Linked DNA regions of Mus musculus: region 2 is linked to region 1. The links are chromatin contacts, called in public promoter capture Hi-C maps. All regions are on one chromosome and are shown on one strand. The core of a region is the stretch at or near the end of the contact, and the rest is flanking DNA. Distances in the headings are between cores, read along the strand shown.

What was found. Capture Hi-C pulls out chosen DNA fragments and counts their contacts.
Region 2: a promoter capture Hi-C map of adipose tissue shows a contact between it and region 1. The contact joins two enhancer-like sites. A contact is called at or near these places in 5 of 115 datasets of contacts at active chromatin or transcription factors (craniofacial prominence, embryonic basal ganglia, embryonic forebrain and 2 more) and 3 of 9 other capture datasets (adipose tissue, embryonic stem cells and liver).

The regions. Positions count from the first base shown.
Region 1 is chr12:112,117,242-112,124,283 of GRCm38.p6, reverse strand. Aspg (asparaginase) reads right to left here. Exons shown (of 15, transcript NM_001081169.1): 7 at 4,218-4,330; 8 at 3,237-3,419; 9 at 3,018-3,131; 10 at 2,421-2,534; 11 at 1,245-1,340; 12 at 831-994. Among named protein-coding and RNA genes, the nearest start is that of Mir203, 10 kb to the left of the region's middle. Within about 2 kb of position 2,518, at least 6 of the 459 cell types and tissues checked have an H3K27ac peak or open chromatin away from gene starts, as enhancers often do. A contact at or near this core is called in adipose tissue, where this site is marked.
Region 2 is chr12:112,341,618-112,348,835 of GRCm38.p6, reverse strand. No RefSeq gene overlaps it. Among named protein-coding and RNA genes, the nearest start is that of Gm29890, 5.0 kb to the right of the region's middle. Within about 2 kb of position 4,380, at least 18 of the 459 cell types and tissues checked have an H3K27ac peak or open chromatin away from gene starts, as enhancers often do. A contact at or near this core is called in adipose tissue, where this site is marked.

The DNA.
Region 1 (7,042 bases), core at 1,269-3,768:
TCAGCATCCCCAACCCAGGGTGGGGGTGTCACGGGGAGGGATCAGGACTGGACACTACCATCTGATATTCCTGGGCAACTCAAGCACCCCACTCCCTAACAGCCCAGGGTCTGTGGGCTGTGCGCTGCTGTGAGAAGCCCAGGAGAAACTACTCTGGCAGAGATGCCTCTGCCAGGCTGGTCTGGGCCGCCGCCATGCTCCATGTACTGGCAGTAGAGGTCACAGAAGGAAGTACCCAACTCTGATGACATGATCTCTGCACCCAATGCTGCTCTTAGCTCCAGGATGGGGATACCAGCTGGACCCCACCGTGTGGCCTTAGCCTTCCTGCATGAGACGGGAGAAATTGGCAGGCTTGAGGGCACCTCAGGGTCCTGTCTCCTTTCCCTTACAGGATGTTGGGCAATGCCCAAACACCCACACTCTCTTAGCATGTCCAGGGCAGAGCCTGGCAGGCAGGACTGGAGAGGACAGGTTGAAGTGGCTATCTTTCCACATGGGGTGAGGAGGGCCAGTTGGGGACCCTCCACCCAGGTCACCTATGCCTGTCACAGCCCCTCTGCCAGCTTTTTTTCTGCCAGATCTTGGGAAACACGGATGACTGGAGGTCACCAGGAACTCCTCACACTTCGTCAGCGGTATTCTCCTTTCGGAGACACTGCCAGCGTCTTCTGAGGCCACCTCCTCCATGTAGCCCTTCCAGATTGCCCCACGGAAATATGCCTCCTTCACTGACCCTGTTTGTGTTCCACCCGATCTTTGTCCCCATCAGACAAGCGTCCGCCGTGCAGCTGCCCACATGCCCATGGCAGCACCCAGGCCCCTGGTACCTGCCCCTCACGGCCAGCAATAGTGGGCTCTGACCATCCTCATTACGGGCATCCACATCCGCACCCCTCTGCAGCAGCATGGTAACCACTGCGGCATGGCCCCTCCGTGCAGCCACATGCAGTGGGGTTTGACCACTATAGTCCTTCAGGTTTAGGTCTCTGTCCTAGGATGACACAAGGGCACAAGGCCTCAAAACAGGGCTAGGACAGGTCAGGTGAACCACCTAGAGGACTGGAAGGATGAGAGTTCACAGGTCCACCCCTACACCATCTTCCAGCAAGGCCCTGGGGCTGGGATGCAGGCCCCATTGCCCAGTGTGGCTTAGGAGCATTAGTGAGAACACCTGGGGAGGGTGTTCTGCCCGTGTGAGCGGCGTCCCACCCACTAGCTTGGTCCCTCAGTGGGGAACTCACCAGTTCCACAAAGGCCTGCAGGGTGTCCAGGTCACCAGCGTGAGCTGCAGCCAGGGCCAGGCCGGGCAGAAGAACATCCTTCATGGTATCAGCCTCCTGACAAAAAGGCAATGGTGACATGGGCCACTGCCATGCTTTGAGGCACTGAGTATTCACAGGATAAGAACAGAAAGAGCCAGCAGTACCTTGTCTATGTGAACCCATCTCTCCACAGGAGGAAGGTACCCAAATCACCCCACTGGAGGGCTCTGGCAGGAGTCCCCGTGCCCACCTGCCCCCACAGCCTGGAAGCAGAGACCAGGCTACCACCTGTTTCCCTCTATCTGCTATCTGTTCCATTTTCTGCCTCCCTCCGCTGCAGACAGGAAGAGTCACAGGTCATTCCTTGGGAGAGCATGAGAAATGGTGCAGGGTCCCCCCTCCCCCACACACATCAGAAAGGCATCAATGCACAGTATTCCTGGAAGGGCTACCGTCCCACTGCCCAGTCCCCCAGGGGTCCTCCAAGGCCCTGGAAAGTCTTCAAAGTGCCACTTTGTCCAGCGTCCATGCTGGCCCTAATCACAGCTTCAGGCCAGCAGGGCCCTAGAGGGACGAGGAACCTCATCACACAGTCACCCTAATGACGGGCCATACCCACAGGCAACAAGGAGTCATTAGCCACCTGGCTCATAAGGTAACTCTGCAGGAGCCACTTGCTGGGCTCCTGGGCCCTCTGTTTCCTCACCCCTGCTAGGGTCTGCGCACTCAAGTACTGAGGGCAGAGGAAAGCTTGGGGGTTAGACCACATTCCAAGGTGCCCGTGTGTAGCCTGGAACCCTTAGCTCAGAGTCCTGAAGAGACCCCAGTCAGCCCTGACTCTTCAGCACCAGGACAGACAGCAGGACAGACAGCATCCCACCTTGCTTAAGCTCACCCCAGTCTGAGGTCCAAGCCAGCAGGACGTGTCCTGACCACAGCAGCCCCTGCTTGGCGGCTCCATCTTTTCTATCTCCACACAACAGACAGGTCCCTTTCCTGACTCTGCCTTGAAATCCCTCTAAGTCCTCACCATGCACCCCAGAGCTTCTTCCTGGTCCCCTCCTAGGCCAGAATGACAGTACAGGAGATGGATGGTAGGTTCTGCCATCCCCCGAGTGTGTTCACCCTGCCACTCCCACACAACGCAGCTGGTACCTGGCTGCCATTCATACTGAGAAGCCAAGCTACCCTGCAGCCCAGCATGCCATCCTGCAGCAAGACATCTGTTGCAGGCAGCGTCATCTCCCCACGAAGATCCTTGGCCAGCAGCTGGAACAGAAGGATATGGAGGCTTAGCCACCACCGGACCGGGGAGTCCAGACTATTTGGAATGACCTGGATCCCACAGGGAGTTGGGCCTGACAGAGGTCTGATATTCCACCTCTGTGACACCCTGCAAGGGCTTAGTGTGACCCACAATGCCCACAGAAGGCTAACACTGCCCTCTCTCCCTAAAAACTCTAGGTTTCCTAAGACTTCAGCCAGGGCTTGGCAGCCTACAGGCCTGGAGCGCTCTGTAGGAAGTGGGAGGCAGGGCAGGGTGTCAGGAGCAGTGGGGGAGGGATACTGAACTGGTACCCAGAATCCAAGACTCCCCAGAGAAGGCTAGGGTGTGGCCTGGATGAACTGGGTCAGCACTGGCCCTATCTTCCCTTCCACTTCCAGAACACAGACACTCCTCCTAGCCCTCTCAGTAGTCAGCAGGTATTCATGTGCTCTCGGGAGTGCTCCGAGTCCCAAGGGTACACCCACCTTCTTCCTGTCATTCAGGCTCAGCCCTGGCTGGCCCAGCACATAGGACAGTTTGGCCAGGGCAGCCTCTGATGTCATGTCGAAGCCCGAGACTATGCCAGCTCCTGCCATGGCCTGTAGAGGAACCAGGAAAGGAGGCTGGCCCTGGGACCGCCACAGCGAAAGGGAAGCAGAGTCCAGATACCCTCCCTTTGTCCCAGGCCCACTTTCCACCCCTACCATGCCAGATGCATAGTCCGAAGTCACAGCCCCCTGAAGGCAATGGGTACAGTTGACAATGATCAGGCCTTGTTCGGCCGCCACCCGAAGCTCCTGTAGTAGGTCTGGCTTGGTGGGCCCATTCCCAGAGCCGAAGGTCTCCATGACCACGCCTTTCAGTGGGGGCTGGAGGAAGGTCCGGACCTGGGCAGGGAGCACAGATTTGGGAGTGTTTTCACTGGAAAGAACAACAGGGCTTATCCTATAGGCTTCCTAACTATCTGACTTCCCTCTCATGGTAAGCAGGGTCTCTCTGACTGTGGGGCGAGCTGAGCCTCAATAATTCCCCCTACCCCTCCAGTGTTAGCTTAGAGAACCAGGGCTCCTGACACTGAAGACCCTCAGAATGGGCCCTGCCCAGACTCCTCCAGGCAGGACAACTACATTCAAGGACAGAGGAGAGTTTTGTGTCCTATCAGCTGTAACAGGTAAGGGGGGCACCGCAGACATCACAAGAAGAGCCAGTTCAGAGGGCTGAAGACAGGAAGAAAAAGAAAAGGCAGAGAGAGAGGCAGCGGTGGGTGGGGTGGGAGGAGTACAATCAGGCCAGCCTGAGCTACATTCTAAGACCTGGCCAGAAAGAAAGCAGGAACAGTAGAAAGCAGAGTCCCTGGGGACACTCCCAGCCAGCCTCAGAGTGGCATCCTAAAGGTGGCACCAGGTGACCACACACATCCCCATGTGTCCACAAGCCCATACCCAGCCCAGATGCTCAGCCTCCCACCTTCAATCAATCAAGACTTCATCCCAGGAAGAGCGGAGCTCAACTAAGAAGGCAAGGCTGCCCAAACGGGTAAAGCCATCGCTCTGTGAAGACCTTGGCCTGAGCAAGGCCACCAGGGTGCAGGGAAGTAAGACCACAGTTCCAGGGAGCCCTGGAGGTATGAGGGCACGGGAGCCGTGGAGGGCACTGTAGGACAGAAGGCTCTAAGGTTTCCCTACCAGGGAGGCGGGAATTCCAGGGTAGAGGCGCAGTAGGCCCACGTCAGGCTCCATGCTACTGTGGACCACCAGATGGCTCTTCCCGCAGGCCTTCCGTACCAGCTCACGGTTGACTGAGGACAGAGAAAGGTCTCCATGGGTGAAAGCTCCAGCTGAGCCCCCAGACCTCCTCCAGTTTGTCTTTCTTGCCCACCCTCTTGTTCATCCTCCTCCAGGAATCAAATCAGCCCTGGTCTCCCTCAGGCAGGCACCTCAGTTCATAGCAATCCCATGGCCTGGGGGTGTGTGTGGGGTGACGTTAGGAGAAAGGTCAGTGGCCAAGCCAACCGGTGGTGACACAGATGGGGACGAGGTCTATGGGGCTGAGGGTTGGGGATGGCGGCTAACAGGGATGGGGAAGGAAGACTCCCAGTCAAGCCTGACTAAGCTGAAGGAAAAGTGTGTGGGGTGGGGACCGCACACCAGGCAAAGGGACTGGCGTATGCAAAGGCCGGATGGAGCAGCAGTCTGCTAGTCCCAGAGGAAGTCCAGCGGCTCCCTCTGATCAGACAGTCTGGCTTGTTGCCCTCTTGCTGAATACTGGGGACCCTCTCTGCCCACCAGCCGTCAAGTCAATTGGCTGATCTTCTCAAGCTGTGCCTTTAAAGAAAGCAAGCCTCCATCTCTTTACCCCACAATTCAGGGGGCTTACTAGGGCCCATCCCCCCTCCCATCCAGGTGCTGAGTAATGGCAGAATCCCAGGCCTAAACAGGGAAGGGAGGGGTAGGAATTTGGGGTCAGCACCCCTCAAACAGAGCCAAGCCAGGGAACCTTCCAAAGGAGCAATTGTCCACAGGGTTAAAGGCCACTGTGAGGTCACACCCAGGCACCCAGGCCACACGGGCAGGAACAGGCATGGCAAGTTATCGCTTGAACTTCATCAATCCTGGGCACCCAGAAGCCCCCAGGCCAACAGAGGTGGGATGTTGGTGGCTTCCCTGTAATAGATTGCAACAGGGGATCCTCTAGTCCAGCCTAGGAAAACTGAGTCCTGGAGAGGGGATGGTAGCCTTGAGGTGCCAAGCACGGAGCCAGGACAAGACCACAGCTCCAGGACCTCCTCCAAGACTGTCCACCCTCGCTGTCATCCTGACCTTGTGCTACGTGAGGGGGTCATGAACTCAGGAGGTCTACAGACAGAGCATCCACATGTGATAATCAACTTGACAGTATTCTGGACACACACTGAAGGGTGAGGGGTGGGGGTGGGGCAAGAGAGGGAGCAGAACCCTCAACTGCACACCCTACTGGCTACAGCATCCATCAGCTGATACAATGGCAATGTGAGGGGTCCTTTAATTTAAGGACCTGCATCTCAGCTGGGCAGACTGATAAGGCTGGGTGGCGGGAGTTACTGCCATCAGAAGAGTTATGGCAGGGGAAGGGGGTGGGGGGCTGTGCACAGAGACAAAGGACCCATGGCCAGCCACTCTCCTGATGAGCCTGGAAGTCTCTCCTTGGGATCTTTAAGTCCTCCCCACAGTGGTTCTGGGGACATAAAGGAGAAGGCAGCAATGACTAAGCTAGGCTGTCACCTCAATCCTTTAACAGCCCCTGCTGTGTTCCAGGCTGAGAGATGAATCTAACCTGGTAGTCTAGTCTGCTCTTAGCCTTAGGGTCTGAGGTGGCCCTGCCGGTTCTGGAGGTAGGTGGCTCCTAAGTACAGAGCAGGGCACATGCCTGTGTGTCAAAGGTATGGCGTAAGACCCCAAGCTAGTGGACAAGATCAAGGGGTGCCTTTGCAGCAGGGTGGCTCCCTCCCTCAGTTTCTCTGCTCTGGTGGCCTGGGAGGCTTCCCTGCAGAGCAAAAGATGGGAACTAGGAGTGAGAAGGGGAGATGGCACAGGGGAGGACAGAGGAATGAGCAGAGCCAGCAAGGCCTAGCTGCCCCCCAGGCACGGTGTCCCTGCGCCAGTGCAGAGCACACCGAGCAGTATGGTCCATCACCTTCCTGTCTGTCACCAAGGATGGTCCCTGGACCCCTCACCTCCCAGAGGGTAAATGAAGAGTCGGTGGCAGCCCTCAGGAGGCCCACATCATGTGGTATCAGGGTTGTGTCCTATGGCTTGCTGGCAGGAGGCAGGTGCAGGAGCTCCACGCCCCTCCTCCCCAGGCCCAGGCAGCCACACCCTGAGCAGAACCCCAGATTTCTCCACACGAGAACCGGCTGGGCAGCCTGCCGATAGCAAGAAGGCGAGGTGCAGGTTCCCACACACCCACACAGCAGGATGGTGGATCAGGATATTGGGCTGGGAGTGGGGGTGAGCCTCTCAGCTCTGGGCTAGGGAAGCTATACTGGGCTAGGCTAGGCTGGGCTGGGCTTGCAGGCCAGGTGTCCCCGTGTGGCAGTGTCTTTTAGAATCAGGGTGAAGGCCTCTCTGCCAACAGGAGAATCTCCAATCCTGAGCCCATATAAGGAATGACTCAGGCTTAGAGAGCTGAGCTGCAGAGCAGGGTCCACATCTACTGCCCCCCGACCCCACCCCAGGCCACTAGTGTCACCACCCAGCATGGGCTAATAGCTAGACCACCATAAGTTACCATCTAATGCAGGCTCTTCCAAGAAGGACCCCAATAACAAGTGGACCTCTGCCACTCCAGAGACCCTGGTGTTCAGGCTTGAGGTTTTTCCCTGGCTAGAGGGTAGGGGGAAGGGAAGGTTTTGAGGAAGTAGCCCTGCCCTCTCTGGAGGTTCTCCTGAGCCTGGAACAGCTTCTGCTGCCTAGGAAGTATATCAAGAACCTGCAGGTCCCAGCAATGCCATGTCTCACCCACAGGACTTGCT
Region 2 (7,218 bases), core at 3,131-5,630, 220 kb before region 1:
TTTTAGCAGCACTGAGTCTTGTAGCCTGCAAATGGGCTATTTCCCTTTCCTCCGTGGGCTGTTCCACTTCTGCCCACTTGCTTTATAATTTTTGTTTTACGATCGTTCACTTCTTTAACTAAACTTGTTTCTAATTGCTCTACTACTGATAGAGCAATTAAAAATGATTTTTATTCTTTTCAGCTAAGTCCCTATTGGCAGGTGGAAGAGCCACTGTCGGGTCGGGTGTGTGTCCTGTGGCTTTGCTGGGGTTTTTAGTTGTAATCATCTTGAGTAACATCTTCAAGGGATTCTGTATATATGTGACACGCTGTCGTCCTTGAACACTAACATCATTTCTCATCCTTTCTGGTCTGGGTCTCTGCATTACTATCTATCTCGTAGGACTTTCACTGTTGAAATGAGTAAGTGTGACCTGGAGTGAGTGTGCCCTGGAGTAAGTGTGCCCTGGAGTAAGCGTAACCTGGAGTCCTTGTCAGGTTCTGGCTCCCTGCCTTCTGCGCAGCAGACACGGGCTCTGCGTAACCGCAGACACGGACTTTGGAGGCCAAGCTCTTACTGTCACAGGCATATTTCTCCTTGGCCTACTTTGTGCTGATGCCACACCCCATCAAGGCCTCCCCAGTATCTACGAGACCATCATGTGGGTTTATCATCTCTTCTATAGATGGGGTGCACTGTATTTGTCAATTGGTATACGCTTAGCCATCCTTGTCTGAAACTGTGGAATTACTAGGAGAAATGTAAAGGAAATGTGTCAAGACATTAGCTCAATGTCTCTTTGATGGTGACCCCCCCAAAGCATAGCAAATGGACAAACGGGATCATGTCAAACTACGAAGCCTCCGTACTGCAGAGGAAACAACCAACAGTGTGAAAAGACCATCCTGCAAACAGGGAGGAAATGCCAGCCAATCACACATCTGATGATTAATAGCAGAACATGTGGGAAATAAAATCTCTCTCTCTCTCTCTCTCTCTCTCTCTCTCTTTTTTTTTTTTGGTTTTTCGAGACAGAGTTATTCTGTGTAGCCCTGGCTGTCCTGTAACTCACTCTATAGATCAGGCTGGCCTTGAACTCAGAAATCTGCCTGCCTCTGCCTCCCAAGTGCTGGGATTAAGGGTGTGCACCACCACCACCTGGCAGAATAAAATATCTTAATTGCAATAAAAACCAATTTGAAAACAGGCAATAGTACCAAATGGGTGACCAACAGGTACCTGAAAAAAAAAAGTTCAATATTAGGGAAACAAACCAAAACTAAAATGAGCTAGCCTCATGTACTGGCTGTAAGGCATTTTCTTAATTAGTGATCAAGGTGGGAGGGCCCATTGTGAGTGGTGCTATCCCTGGGCTGGTAGTTGTGGGATTTATAAGAAAGTAAGCTGAACAAACCAGGGGAAGCAAGCCAGTAAGCAGCATTCCTCCATGGCCTCTGCATCAGTTCCTGCCTCCAAGATCCTGCCCTGTGTGAGTTCCTGTCCTGACCTCCTTTGGTGATGAACAGCAATGTGGAAGTGTAAGCTGAATAAACCCTTTCCTCCCCAACTTGCTTCTCGGTCATAATGTTTTGTACAGGGATAGAAACCCTGACTAAGACACCTCACCCACGGGTTAGGATGACTGTCATCTGTAAGACAAAAGTCGAGAAGTGACCTCAAAGGTGTGGGGAAGGGGAGTGTCGGCACACTCTGGGTGGGCATGTGAGTTAGCACAGCCACTATGACAGAAGGCAAGGAGGTTACTTGAAAAATTAGCATCCGAACAGCACATGATCCATCAACCTGCAGTGGGTAACATCCACAGGAGAGCTGCGCACGCCTGCGCCACGGGCTTTATTGCTGCACGCTCACACCAGCCTAGCAAGGGAAAGAGCCCAAGCATCCGTCAACTCCTAGTCACATAAAGAAAGTGTAGTACATAGCCTGGGAAGCGACTCGGCGCGGAGAAGGAGCGATCCTGTCACTTGTACAATGCGGATGGAATTACAGGTCATTAAGTCAAATGAAGGTGTCGAGAGACAAGCCCTACATGATCTCACCCAAACAGAACGCTGAAAAGCTCATCTGGTGATGTCATAGAAATTGAGAGAAGCAGTTCCCGGAGGCTGGAGAGTGGAGAGAGGCGCACGTGGCAGGGGGAGGGGGAGGGGGGAGGGGGGTGGGAGGGGGGCAGGGTTGTGTTGGGGGGGGGGGAGAAGTTGACCAGTGGATGCGAAGTCACAATTAAGCCAAAAAAAATGGGTTTGCACAGCACAGACAGACATAGCAGCAATGTCCTGCACGTGTCCCAAAACCTAGAGTGAAGGGTTGTGAATGTTTCTGCCACAGAAGCAATGAACTTTGGAGGAGGTAAACATGTTTATGCAGATTTGAACCTCACACAATGTGCACATATGTCAGAACACCACAGGATGCACTGGAGATATGTATAGCTTCTGTGTGTCAAAACTTAAACTCTTAAACAATGCCCTTAAATCTATTTACTGCTTTTCTCTCCCCTCCCTCTCCCCTCCCTCCCTCCCTCTTTCATTCCTTTCCTCCCTATGTAGCTCAGGCTGGCTTTGAACTCCAGCCTCCCTCATACTGAGATTGCAGATGTGTGTGCTACCATGCCCACACCATTGGGTCTCTTATTTTATATTTTCCACTTAGGATTTTTTTTTTTATAGATTCAGATTCTTTGGTAAATGCTTTTCCCTCTGCATTTCCTCACCTTTGCCTCTCTTCCCTTGCTGGCTATTTTAGGACCCTTGTGGAAGAGTTCCAAACGCAAGTCACTGCTGACCCTGTTCCCTGTGTTTCCCTTCTGGCTCGGCTGTGTGTCTCTTGGCTTTCTGGAGTGGTTGTTATTGGCAGCTGGAGTTGATATATAACCAAACACTGCAGAAGTTATCCGTTTTGTCTCTGCCAGGAGATGTCACCCCACCTCTGATAGTACAAGAATGGGGTGACCACCGGGCCCAAGAAGGGCTGTGCAGACTGGCTCCATAGACGTTCAGATGTGAGCCAGGGGCAGGGAAGCAGGTCTTTCAGGGCCTATAAAAATATGATTTCGGGGGTGGTGGTGGGGTTCCCACTCTGCTCTTCAGAGGTCTAGGGCTTTGAGTATCTTCTACACTGTGCAATTTCAATGCCTGAGGAACAGCAGGGAGTAACCTGTTGCCAGCTTATGTGACTCGGGCTAATCCTGTCTGCAGTCTGGACCATGGTGACAGCTCTTTCATCCTGTGTGTTCTGGTTCTTAGATAGGAGCCTGAGCCTAGAGCTCTAGGCAGGCCATGAAGAGATGCCTACAGAGAACACTCATACCTCTCAGATTTCCTCTGGTTGGCATTGGGAGCCCCTGGCCCTTGACCTTCCTGGTTTCCTCTTTTGCTCTCATTCCCTTTGACTCAAAGGGAGCCAGAGGCAGAGAGGGTGTTTGCAGCCTCAGACATTCGCCACTCAAAGTTGTTTCGGGACTACTAACATCCTCTGTACAGGTCACAGGGAGCTGGGTGTGCCTCGGTCTCCTGAGCTCCAAGTCATGGCAGCAGGACACCCATTAGCTCACTTCGTGTCACCATGGCGGGCTGCATGTCCATGGAATGTCCCTCTAGTACCCCAAAGGTCCAGCCCTTGTTCTGGGCCACTGCTGGTCACAGGAACAGAGAGAGGGAAAGGAAAGCCTGGTGGGTAGTACAGGGTCATCCCAAGAGGATGACACAGTCACAGCTGCTCAGTGGTCACTGTTCAGAGCACGATCAGAGCAGGTCAGGAGGTATGGAGGGCCAGGGTCTGGAATCCACACCCTCCACTCTGTCACTGTGTGCTAGTTAGAACACTCTTCTTGTTGCTAGTCTTGGAGTGGGGCAAGAGCTCATTTCTTAAAAAATTGTAATTCCCTGATGAGTGAGATTGACTTTTGATTTGTTCCTTGGATTTACTGGGAAGCAGGAAGCATTCCAAGGTCAGAGATAAATGTGGCCTGTAAAGCACCTATAGCTCTGCATTCTATAGGGCCTGCACTCCGACACCCTTCCTAATTTGACGCACTTCCTCCCTCACCGAGTACTAACAATGCTTTGATGAATTTCTATTACAGCTGTGTCCGGTAGGTTTCCGTATGTGTCTAACAGTTTTTCTGTGCGCATTTGTGCCAGAGGCTGTGCACATACAGGTTTAAGCTTGTCACAGCTGTGCTAGGCCTGATACCTCTATTAACATACATGATTTGTGCCGTGAGTGGTTTTGACTGAGATTAGCTTTCGTCCGTCCTCTGGTCATTTCCTCTGCGTCTGTATCCATCTTTGTTCCTTAGCCACGCATCAGGATTTATGAAAGTGTCTCTTTCAGACAGCACATGATCCGGACTCTGGTTCCAAATGTGACCTCATTCTGCCCTCCCAGTGCGTCTGAGCAGAGCGAGGCTCCGCTCAGCACGTTGTGGCTGCTGCATCTCTCATCCCCACCCCTTTCTCTCTGCCTTTAACCTCAAGTCTATCAGAAATGCACTCAAGTCTTTGGTACCTATAGATGAGCAAAAACCAAGTCCCTTCCTGACAACACTCATGTCCCTGGTGTATGACCAGGCTGTGTTTGGATCCTGCCTCTCTCTCTCTGTGTTGTCAGGAACCCAGAACTACTTTGCCCGCTCCCAAACCCAGCCATCCACTCATCCATTAACTCATTGCTGCTGGCCATTGCTCTGATGTCCCCACCTGCCTGTCCTGCCTGGGATGATTGCCTGACCTGCTGCCATGCTGGGTCACTACCTTCCCCCAGCCCACTTGCTAACCCCGGCTCTATACCTCTAGGCTCCATTTAAACTCCAGGTTCCCAGTGTAGGCCTCTGGCCTTAGCCGTCTATGGAATGAGCACTGGGGTACTGCAGCCGACTGACTGGGGCTCACATCTGTCTAGACCACAAACAGATGACTCAGGTCCCCATTTGCTCTCTTTCCTCCGAAAAATGGTTCCAACTTGCTTCCTCTGCATGGAGCCCCTGTGAGTACCAGGACAGAGCCCCCAAGGGGCGCCCTGTGTGTACCTGGGATGTCGGGAAGGAACGCACTGATGGGTTGTAAGGTGTCAGGCACTCACTAACTGGCTGAGTGGGCTATTTTTAGCCTCCCACTCTCACTCCATACTGAACCTGAACGCCCTCAAAAACTGTCAAGTGGGGGATTTCCTGTGGTGGCTCTTCGGTGACTTGCTTTTGTCTGTGTCTACGAATGCCATTTATCCCACGGTGACATTCATGGGCGGCTCCCGAGGGAACCCTTGCCACCACCTGCACTGTGACTTTCAGGTCATCAGAGTTAATTATCTCCAGACCAAGTTCTTGGAGAAGGGGGTAGCTCTGTGACAGCCGCGTTTGGAAGTCAGAGATTGACACATGACTACACTGTGACCCACAAGGTGAGGTCTCAACCCGCTCCTCTGTTACCTGGGAGATGCACAGAGATACCCACAGCAGAATGGAGACAATAGCAAGCAAAAAATCTCTCATGGCCAGATAGTGACTTGGTGATTGATTGACAGGTTGACTGGAGCATGGAGGTCATGCGGGCATGGGATCTTTGTCCTGTGTCATTTACAGCCAATGTCACCAGCATCATACCACCCTGCCAACCCTGCTGTGCTGGGGCTCCACTGACCTGAGGGAGCAAGCATTTCTCATCACCACTACTATGTAGTCCTTAATGGAAGCTGCTTCTGCCAGGCTGCACACCCAGATTTCCACGTTGACCCTGCATGTCAACTGGCATTAGAGAAAGACACTGAGGCCCACACTGAATAACGGAGTTGTAGATGTTAGACCTGGTTCTTCAAGGAGTTCAGGAGTGATGTGATGCCTGTAATTTCGTGGGAATCCTCTTCTGCGGAGGGAGGACTGGGAGGAGGGACAGTCCCTGATCAGTCTGGCATGCTGGGAAGGAAGCTCAGATGAGACACTTTACTTTAAGGATTACCTACAAGAGACCGAGAATGGATCTGGCTCCTTGAGACCCATGATGGGACTTACAGATCCCTCTGCTCCCTGCTGCCTAAGTAAGTCGGGGATCCAGAGGGTCCCGGAGGAGGGAGCACACTGGTGGGAGCACTGGCAGGAAGCCTCACTGGGAGACAATCTCATGCACGCTGCACTGGCATACAGTCCTCTTAGGCTCTGCAGCTCTGGCCTCTATCAGCTACCCCTGGACCTTGCCCTGAGCTCCGTAGTACTGCCTGAATCTCATTCTGCATTGCTCTAGTTAACAACGGTACCTGGAGTCCTGAGAACTCTGGAAGATGCTTTCTGCGGCTGGACTTGAATGACAGTTTTACTCTTTTCCCCGTGCACTGGTAGAGAACTCTGGCTAGTCTGTTCTTTCCCTGAGGTATGGCTGCCTACTCTTTGTGCTTGGCTACTGGTTGAAGAATTTAGAATGTGGACTTCCCTCCTTGCTGCCTGGGGCTGCACCCGTTCCAAGACTGTGTCTTTCCCAGCACCTGCTGCTAGACTACTTTGCTACATTTTAACCTGATTTTTGAAAAATGAATGTTGCACATGGGGCCTGCCTGCGTGCATGTCAGTGAGCCACAGATACCTTGTGGTCAAATTCCCTGGAACTGGAGTTACAGATGGTTGTGAGGCAACAAGTGGCTGCTGGGAATTGAACCCTGGACCTCTGGAAGAACAGTCAGTGCTCTTAACCACCGAGCCATCTCTCCAGCCTTTAACTTTACCTTTTCCTCTGCGAGGCTGCTGACTGGGTGAGCACTGCACCTCTGTCTTTGTTTTTGCTTTCTTATCTTTTCTCTATTCTATTGGTTTTGCTCCCCGCTTCTCAAGCCTTGCCCCACCCCCACTCCAAATCTTGGGCAATGTCTGTCTTGACAATGTTCCACCAGAGTCAAGTGCAGCTTCTGTGTAGCCATTTGCTTTCCCTTTCCTGTTGACTTCTTGCTTTGATCTCTATGCTGGCGCCAGGCCAGGCCACAAAGCACCTGTATGGACTGTCCACCTGTGATGTCTACAGCTGCCTAACAGCCACACAGCAGCGTTACCAACATCAGGACCAGTGTCTGTCCTGTATCCTTCCTAACGCACAGCTCTCCCTCCCTGTACCTTGTTAACTTCCCTTTAACATACCTCCAGGGCTTCACTGATGTCTCCTGGAGTCAGGCAGTGGTGTGATGCGTTTAAAGCCTCCCCCCCTCCCCCACCCCTGAGAAGCTGGAGTGACCTTC